Regions from separate parts of the Sus scrofa genome. Here regions 2 and 3 are each linked to region 1. Evidence: chromatin contacts called from public HiChIP or PLAC-seq data. All regions are on one chromosome and are shown on one strand. The core of a region is the stretch at or near the end of the contact, and the rest is flanking DNA. Distances in the headings are between cores, read along the strand shown.

Region 1 (2,772 bases), core at 80-2,579:
TCAGAGTGCTTGAAGTTCAGATTCTGGCATTCTTACTTCCTTAATTGCTGTCTGACTTCAAACAAGTTACTTAAGCTCTCTGAGCCTGAGTTTACTCATCTGTAAATTAACAGTACCTACTTCATGGGATTATGAAGGATAAATGAGGTAATTTATGCAAAGGGCTCAGCAAAGTTCAGGCACATAATAAGTATTCAATAAATGTTGGCAGTTTTATAATTATCACAGGATGACCATTAAATAGTACTTTATGAGCCCAACACAAAAGACTATAGGCTCTATGTTTAAATTTATATGAAATCCTAGAAAAGGCAAAATGATAGTGATAGCAGATCAATGGTTGCCAGAGGCTGGGGAGCGGGGGAAGGAAACTGACAGCAAGGAAGCACAGGGAATTTTTGGGGTGTGTTCCAAATTATGATTGGGATGGTGTTTTGTAGACATTTGTTATCAAGTTACAAACTTAAACCTGGTGAATTTTATCATATGTAAAATAAAGCTGACCAAAAAAAAATCTTTAAAAATATAGCTTCTAATTTTCCAATTGGATTGTTCATTTACCTTACATATTAGACGCAAGGATTTCTAAATGAAGCCAGTAAATATTTGTTGAGCACCTACTACATGCAGGGCACTGTTCTAAGTACTGGGGATACCGGCTTGAAGAAGAGGAACAGCACCCTTACCTTCATAGAGCTTATAGTTCAAGTCCACTTATGTACACATGTTTGGGGTTACAAAAGGGGTCAGCGAGATATTGAGAGGAGTGGTAGAGGAGTTCTCAGTTGCATAAATATCTGTCCCATGGATTTTCTTTTATTTTTCAAACATACACAAAAACAAAGCATCCTTGTTATGAAGACGATGTTCTTCACCTGGTGTCTGGGAAGGTGGTATGACGGAGACCTCTGGGAGACTGGTGACTTTGACTCAAGCCTGCTCTCTGGCCTCACCATCTTCGGATACATAGTGCGCACCTGGCGAGGGCAGGCGACTGGCATTGGTCCAAAGACCAGTTGGACGCTTCCACGAGCAGCAGGGGTATTGTGGCTTTGACTTTGGTCTTGTTAACCCGGCGCTCACTTAGCTCTAGGTGAGAGCTAGCCCCTTGGAAGGAACTTTCTCAGAGGGTGGACCAGACCCGCAAAGTCCGCGAGTGACCCCGCCCACGAGGTGACTCCGCCCGCGGAATGACCCCGCCCACGTGGATTCGCTGTGGATGCCGGCTGGAGGCGGAGACGCGTTGAGGGAATATGGTTGGTTACTCTAGACAGTGGGGGCGGGGCGAGGCCTGCAGGGGGCGGAGTTTGTGGAGGGGCAGGCGGCCTGGCCCCCGCTTGGGAAATGGATGCTCTGTCAGTCTGCCGGCGCCCAGGGCAGGGAAGGCTTGCTGGCCCCGCCCGCGACCCGGCGGGAGAACGGGGCCGCCCCTTTCCTCCCTTGCTGACGCTGGGCTGAGACCGGAGCCGAGAAACCGAGTTGGCTCTGAGCTCCCTGTTTGGCTTTTGGGCGGTGGCAGCCTGAGGAGGAACATGGCGCTCGTAGGCAACGGAACAGAGTTGGAAGCGGACGAGGTACTGGCCGGTTGGAAGTGCGTGTACTGCTCCTGGACCTCGGGAGGGATGAGCGAACCCGGCAGGGTTGAGCGAGCCCGGCAGGGACAGCCAAGGTCCCGCCCCCTTGGTTCCCAGTTTGGGACCTACATCCTCCCGCTCCGCAGAGAGTAGGCGCTGTTGAGGTTGGGGGCGCTGGCATCGTGGGGTCGTGGGGATCGAGGACACCACGTCCTGTCGGTGGGTGGATGGGTGCGAGCGCATGGGAGCGCGGGACCCGCAGGACAGAGCAGTTCCGAGCCTCACTAGGAACGCCTGGGCTTTTGAGGTCTGACCCTAAAGTCCCGACATGGCCCTTTGGAGTTTGTGGAATCCTCTCTTGACTTCGGAATCTCACCTTCTATGGAAGTTTCCCGGTATCAGAGCCGAAAGTCTTGCAGACCATGAGAGGAAGGGGAAAGCCGGAGGAAGGCGCCCCGGGGGCGTCTGCACCAGCGAGCAGGGCAGGGCTGCCAGGGGCCGGAGGGCTAGAGCCGCGGAGCAGCAGCCCAGGAATTGGTGCTTTCCCCTCCGTGCAGGGCCCGGGCCTTTTTTCAGCCGGTCCCCAGTGTCGGTGGTAGACGGAGAGAAGGCGCTGGGGAACTGACTTTGGCCTCCAGTGGTCTCAACTGCCTTTAAATAATTAGTCACTTCCTCCTGTGACTGGTGCGTCTGGGTCTGAGCACCCTCCGGCGGACGGGCAGGACCTGTTGATTTATTGACTGTTCCTTTGAGCAGTTGGCAGCTCTGGAGATTCGCTTTAGCGCTTGAGGTTGAGGCCAGCCGCGGCGGCAGCAGCAGCAGGAGCAGTACCCACAGCTGCGCCTGCTGCCATTTTACCTGACTTGTCGCTGCCTGAAGAGGCTTAGCTTCAAATGATGCAGTAGCGCAAGATCTGGAGTTGGCGGGTTAAGATTCTCTTCAATGTCGGGAAGCTCCTGGCAACGAATACTGTTTTAAATGTAGCCCTTAAACTCACAAAATAAAAGCCAAACTGCAGCTCCTTTATACTGGTCGACGGAACCTTAAACCTGACTGTCCAGAAGCTTCCTTACAGCCTGTGCCTTACAAGGAGGGTCCCAGGACCACAGATCAATAAACTAGAGCTTGTATAGTTGCATATATTTATTGTTGAAGCTTTAAAACTACACATAAAGGCAAATGATGAAATAGCTTATTT
Region 2 (2,772 bases), core at 72-2,571, 200 kb before region 1:
TTAGCATTAAATGGGACTTTAGAGACCAAGTCTATCCTCCTTATCTGATAGATAAGGTACCTTAAGGCCTAGGGAGCTTAGGTGATTCACCCGAGGTCACAGATCTAACAAAAGACTTCCCTGGAACTGATGCAGAAAGCTTCAGACCAAAATTACTGCCTTCATCTTTCCATTTAGCAGGTTGCACTGTCTTTGTTTCCTTTTCTTTTCACGGGAAACTCTGTTCGTTTGCTGCTCTGGGCTTGTGTTGCTGTTACTAGGCACTAACGGTTCAATACAACAAGTGACAAAAAAAAAAAAAAAAAGTAGGCTCTTTTCTCCAAGATAACGAAAACAACTATAAAACATCAATGTGTTGTATTGTGTTCAAGAATTGGACACCAGCTGAAATTGCTTCTCAGGTAAACATATGCAGTATCATTGGAGATCTGCTTAAAACGAAAAAGTGTATTTGCCTAGGATAAATATCACATGGAATAAAGAACAGTCAAAAGGAGGATCCACTTCTGCAGAACTGTACTGCCTCGAAAAAAACTCAGCTCTCCCTTCTGCCTCTTAGAGTGGTGGAGTAGAAGCTACAAAAGACAGCCTAGTACAACTCCTCCTTTAGTTTATCTAGCATTTATAGAATGTCTACTGTGTGGCTGGCATTTTCATTTTAAAAGGATGAAAAAGACCTGGTCCTTGTCCTCGAAGGACTTACTGATTCTTGAGAGGGAAAGAGCCCAGCAGTTCGAAGTTGTAAACTTAAGAAGCTCCAAGTCTAGGTCCTCTGGGTCCTGCCCTCTGGTCCCTACCCAGCCCTCTGGGTACTGAGGCAGCGGTCGCTGGCTAGGATGCTCGGGGAAGATCTTCCTCCAGAAGGATGGAGAAGCCAATCCCGAGCAGCTGGAGGCGTGTCCTCATAGACGACACGAACAATCACAAAACAGCCCCACAACACTCACTCACTGGAGCCCCCCCCCCTCCATACCGTTCCTCTGAGCACCTTCCCGCCCAAGTCGTTTGCCTCCAAACTCCCACACCTGGTGGTTACCTCAGGGGGCTCCCGTGAAGCAGACTGCACACCCAAGACCTCTGGGGGCAGCTTCCAATCTCAAAGACTGAGAGGCCAAAGCGGACCGCGGGGTCAGAGCAAAAATCATTGGAACTCGACGGACTCTAGGACCCGGGGAGAGGGAACAAAGAGCACGGGGGAGGGGAACAGAAGGGGGACTAGCCCCTGGGAGACAGTGTTTATAACGGCCACTTCCGGAAACTCGACTTCCCTCAAAGACCTCCGCAGACTTTGGCTAGCCTCCCAGCCCGACCCGCCCCTTTCCTCCCGCCTCCCGCAGCTCCGGGATAAGCACTCGGAGAACACCGGGCTCCGATTGGAAGAGCCTGGCCCGCGAAGCTGGGCGGCTTCGCTGGGAGGCCAGCCGGCGCATGCGCCGTTTCCGGGGAGCGGCGCGCTCGCGACCGCGCGCGATCCCGCGTGTGGTGCGTCCTCCCCCCGCGTGAGGACGCCTCGGCCCACGCTCTAGTGCGGTGGTCTCGGGGTGAGGTGCCCGTGTCACTGTTCCGGAATTCCTAGACAGCCCGCTGTAAAAGCAGGTTTCCAAGCCCTAACCCATTTTCCCCGCCTACTGAATAAAAATCTTAAGAGGTCAGATCCTAGATCCTGCGTTTTTAAACTAGCTCCCCTGCTGAGCGTAAGTACCAGCGCAGGCCCTCGGGGTCCGCGGTCAGATGCAAGAGTCAGAAGCAAATTCTCTAGGCTCCAATTCTGTAGGAGAGGCAGGTTTCCTGCTGAGATCGCTCACGGTGTTTCGAGTCCCCTCCTTCCATGCCCATTGTATCCCAGCTTGTGGTTGTAAACCGGGACGGGAAAATACGGGTCAGTGCGCTGATGCTGTTGCAGCGTCTTTTCATTATAAATATTACATAACGAGGTACCTACCAAAAAAAACTCCTTGGAGCTTTAGCATGTGCTCCAGTGTGCTCCAGCTCCCTTTCTTACCCGCCTCCGCTTCCCCACCCCCACCCAACACACACGCACACGCTTTTCTCGTTGATAATTTATACTTGGGTTTCTCCCGGTAGCCGCTTCACAATCTGCTGCCGCCTCAGGGAGAGTGGAAAACCAAATCCCCTTTTGTTCCTGGGCTTTTGAAAGCCTATTCCCCAAAGAACAATGCAAATTGGCGGGATTTTGATTAAGGATTTTATCTGCACCACCGCCACCTCCTCCTCAGGAAAAGGTGGTTAATACAAAAGGAATCTTTATGGTAACATCATCCCTTGATGATTGTCACCAACCTGAAACCAGGTGTAGGGGCCGTCTGTCCCTTGTCTCCCTGGGGATAGCCAACGGTCATAAATGCAAATACAAATTGAGATTAAAACCTTGATTCCTGTAGCACTGAAATGTTAATTGATATGAGTTTGGTCATCTAGATTAAAAAAGGAGGCCCATCCCGCTACCTAATAATTTAGTCAGAAAGAGAATAATTACTTCAAAGAAAGGAATTTTTGGAAAGGAAAAAATAGCCTACTCTAACACTTAGAAACAAAATGGAAAATTACAACAGACTAATGATATTAGGACTCTTTTTCCTTTACAAGTTTTAGATAATATTTATAAAAAACTTCATTGTATTTTAGCAAAATCACAAAATTGAATATTGTGCAGCAAGAAGACTATATGGTACAGTAATTTTTTTTTTGGTACGGTATTTTTTAATGAAAAAATGAGTGCAACGTGAAGACTTGCCGTCTTCATATATTTAC
Region 3 (2,772 bases), core at 203-2,702, 170 kb before region 1:
TCACTTAGGGAGTACAGTACTAACATCCAGCTTCCTTCTACTGACATCTATTTTGTAGCAAGCAAGAATAACTTTTTAAAGAATTATCTTTAACTTTCTTGTTCAGCAGTAATTAGTAGCTCCCTAGTATACATATCAAACGCAAATTCAGGATGGGAGGCTTCAACACTTTTCTCCAGCCCCCCTCTCTCTTGCCAGTCAGTTTCTGTTTTGGCATCACTTGGAACCCTCTGCATGTTGCAAAGTATGCTTTAGTCTTCTTGAAAGACATTTTGTATTGGGAACATCTTCTTTCATTCTTTTTAAAGGCCTATGTATATCTCTTTCAAAAAATTCTCAATTTTTTGCTTATTTAATATTAAGCTTTTTTTGATTTCATCCCAGTTGAGTCCTTCATTTAAAGGAGTATGAACTATGTACTTTTTATATATTTTAATATTCTTATTCTTTTTTCATATTTTCATTGTTTTAAATTGGAATTATCTGTGCTTGTTGTTCATGGTTGTACCCCCAGCACTTAAGAATGCTTGACACACAGTAGGTACTTTAAAAAAAACATACTAAAATTATATTGGCTAAAGGATTAAGAAATTAGAAAATCCTTTAAGAGTATTTTAAAAGATAAAACATCTGAGGTTCAGTAGTACTTTTACACTGTACCACCTACCAGCTACTATTCTACTAGGGAAATAAAATTTAGATGCCGCTAAAATTAAGTCAGGGCCCAAACCCACATCCTATCTGAAAGGCTTATGCTTTCCTGTCATTGTTTTCTATCCTGCACGGTTTGCATTCGTTAAGATTGCATTTTTCTTAATAGTTCTTGGTGCTTTAAATTTAAAAGCAAAGAAATGGGGCTTTCTCAAATTACAATTTCAAGAAAAGGAGCCTGCAAGCCCCCTTCAGCGAGGCTTAAGAGGCCTACAAGCTGCACAGTGCAATCGCCTTATGCTCTGATTTCATCTATGGGTTTTTGTACAGTTCTTTTTTGGATGGTGCAAACCGCGCAACTGCAGCAATGAAAACCTCCCCACCCTGGGAAACGATGGAAGAACATGTTAGCTTAGGCTGCCAGGTTCTCCCTAACACACAGCCAAGGGCTGGAGGCCCAGATACCCGCCCCCAAACCCTGTCCACAACAATCGTTTCCTCCCTCCCCGCCTTTTACATACAGTACACATACAAATACACACACGCAGAGCAGCCAGCAGGGGCGGGCCGGGCCCGACCATTCCACAAACCGCAGGGGGGAACCACAGCGGGCCGACCTGTTAGTGTCCACTCCTTTTCTTCTTTGGACCCGTATCTCTCTCTGTCTGACTGCAACTATTAGGCCAAAGCGAACTTGGGGATCTATGGCCTCCTGAAGTTCCTCTCCGGAGCCACAGACCTTTGGCGGGTGCTGCGTTACTCCCCCTCGTCGGCGAGCAGTTGGTCCCGCCCCAGTGCTAGCGGGCGCCGAGCGGGAGCCGCGCGGGAGCAGCGCAGCGACGGCGGCGGCAGCGGCGGCGGCGGTTGCGATTCGGAGCCGTTGAGACGCCTCTGCGGCAGCTGGTGGCGCAGGTGGCTTGCGTGGACGCGGGCAGAGGCGGCCGGTCCGCCACCGCAGCCCCAGCGCCCGCGGCCCCGGCAGGTGAGCGGGCGGCGGGGACTCGCCCCGCCCCCCCTCGGTGGCCTCACTCCTGGCTGTAGCGGGGAAGTGGCCGCGGCCCGCCCGTGAGCCGAGGTTCGGCCCGGGGCTGCTACTATCGGGGAAACAGGCTAGGGGAGAGGTCGTGTGTGGATAGGAAGAGAACGTTCGCCTTGCTTTTGCCATCTTTTTCTCCTCCTCCCCCTCCCTCTTGGGGCTTAAGCTTGGGGGAAAAAAGCCAGAGGAAAGATGGGGCTGGAGAGAGAAGAATTGGGCTGAGAAGCATCTCTGCCTCAGGTGGTGGCGTCTTTTCGGTCGTCGAGCGGTGGACCTGGCGGAGCCTGGAGGGGAAGCTCTCGGGCTGCGGAGGCCGAGTACTCGCGGGGGAGGAGCAGGAGGCGGCTCTCCCCTCACTCTCCCACCCCCACCCCTGCCCCTCCACGGTCCTCCCCTCCCCCGTTCCTCCCCGTACAGCCCCTCCCTTCGGGTTTCTGAGCTTTAACCGCCCTCGGTGCTCTCCCTCGCAGGAGCGTCGGGACACCCCGAGGCATCCTCTCCCTCCCGCCGCCCAGGGGAGCCTCGGCTCCCCTCCGCCCTCCCGCATCCCCTCGGCGTCCGCACCACCGCTCCTCCTCCCTGGGCTTCGGACCCCCGGCCTCGCCCCCGAAACATGACTCGTGATTTCAAACCTGGGGATCTCATCTTCGCCAAGATGAAAGGTTATCCTCATTGGCCAGCTCGAGTAAGTGATTTTTAGCTTTCTCATTTAGCGATGCTACCTTTTTCAGAGGCCTACTTCCTATCCTTTTCTCTGAATTTTTTTTTCTCGTTTCTTTTTCTCTCCCTCGAGTTCTTTAGTCTCATTTATAAGCTCACCTTTTTAGGGTTTTTTTGGCCCACTAATCTCCCATGTAATTTAAAAATCCTGATGTTTTTACATAACTAGGTATTTTTCTGTGGTTTGTTTTTGACAGACTTTGGCAGGTTTCTTTAATAGAGATATTTAAAGGTGATGCAATTAATGTTCCACTGTAGGTGAAAATAATCAAGTATAGATTTGACGTTTAAAAATTAATGAAACATTGACCTTTTCCTAATTTTGAGTAAAATGCAAAATACCAGTGGGATCTATGCAAACTATT

The links. HiChIP or PLAC-seq counts read pairs in DNA pulled down with a chosen protein or histone mark.
Region 2: an H3K27ac HiChIP or PLAC-seq map of alveolar macrophages shows a contact between it and region 1. The contact joins the promoter of CCDC171 here to the promoter of TTC39B in region 1. A contact is called at or near these places in 1 of 47 Hi-C or Micro-C datasets (heart right ventricle) and 2 of 2 datasets of contacts at active chromatin or transcription factors (alveolar macrophages and skeletal muscle).
Region 3: an H3K27ac HiChIP or PLAC-seq map of alveolar macrophages shows a contact between it and region 1. The contact joins the promoter of PSIP1 here to the promoter of TTC39B in region 1. A contact is called at or near these places in 2 of 2 datasets of contacts at active chromatin or transcription factors (alveolar macrophages and skeletal muscle).

What each region holds. Positions count from the first base shown.
Region 1 is chr1:207,346,016-207,348,787 of Sscrofa11.1, forward strand. It overlaps TTC39B (tetratricopeptide repeat protein 39B), which reads left to right and starts at 1,330. Exons shown (of 21, transcript XM_021063500.1): 1 at 1,330-1,381; 2 at 1,384-1,574. The coding sequence starts at 1,345.
Region 2 is chr1:207,141,733-207,144,504 of Sscrofa11.1, forward strand. It overlaps CCDC171 (coiled-coil domain-containing protein 171), which reads right to left and starts at 1,322. Exons shown (of 27, transcript XM_021063474.1): 1 at 1,037-1,322.
Region 3 is chr1:207,172,062-207,174,833 of Sscrofa11.1, forward strand. It overlaps PSIP1 (PC4 and SFRS1 interacting protein 1), which reads left to right and starts at 1,453. Exons shown (of 11, transcript NM_001243670.1): 1 at 1,453-1,633; 2 at 2,158-2,372. The coding sequence starts at 2,301.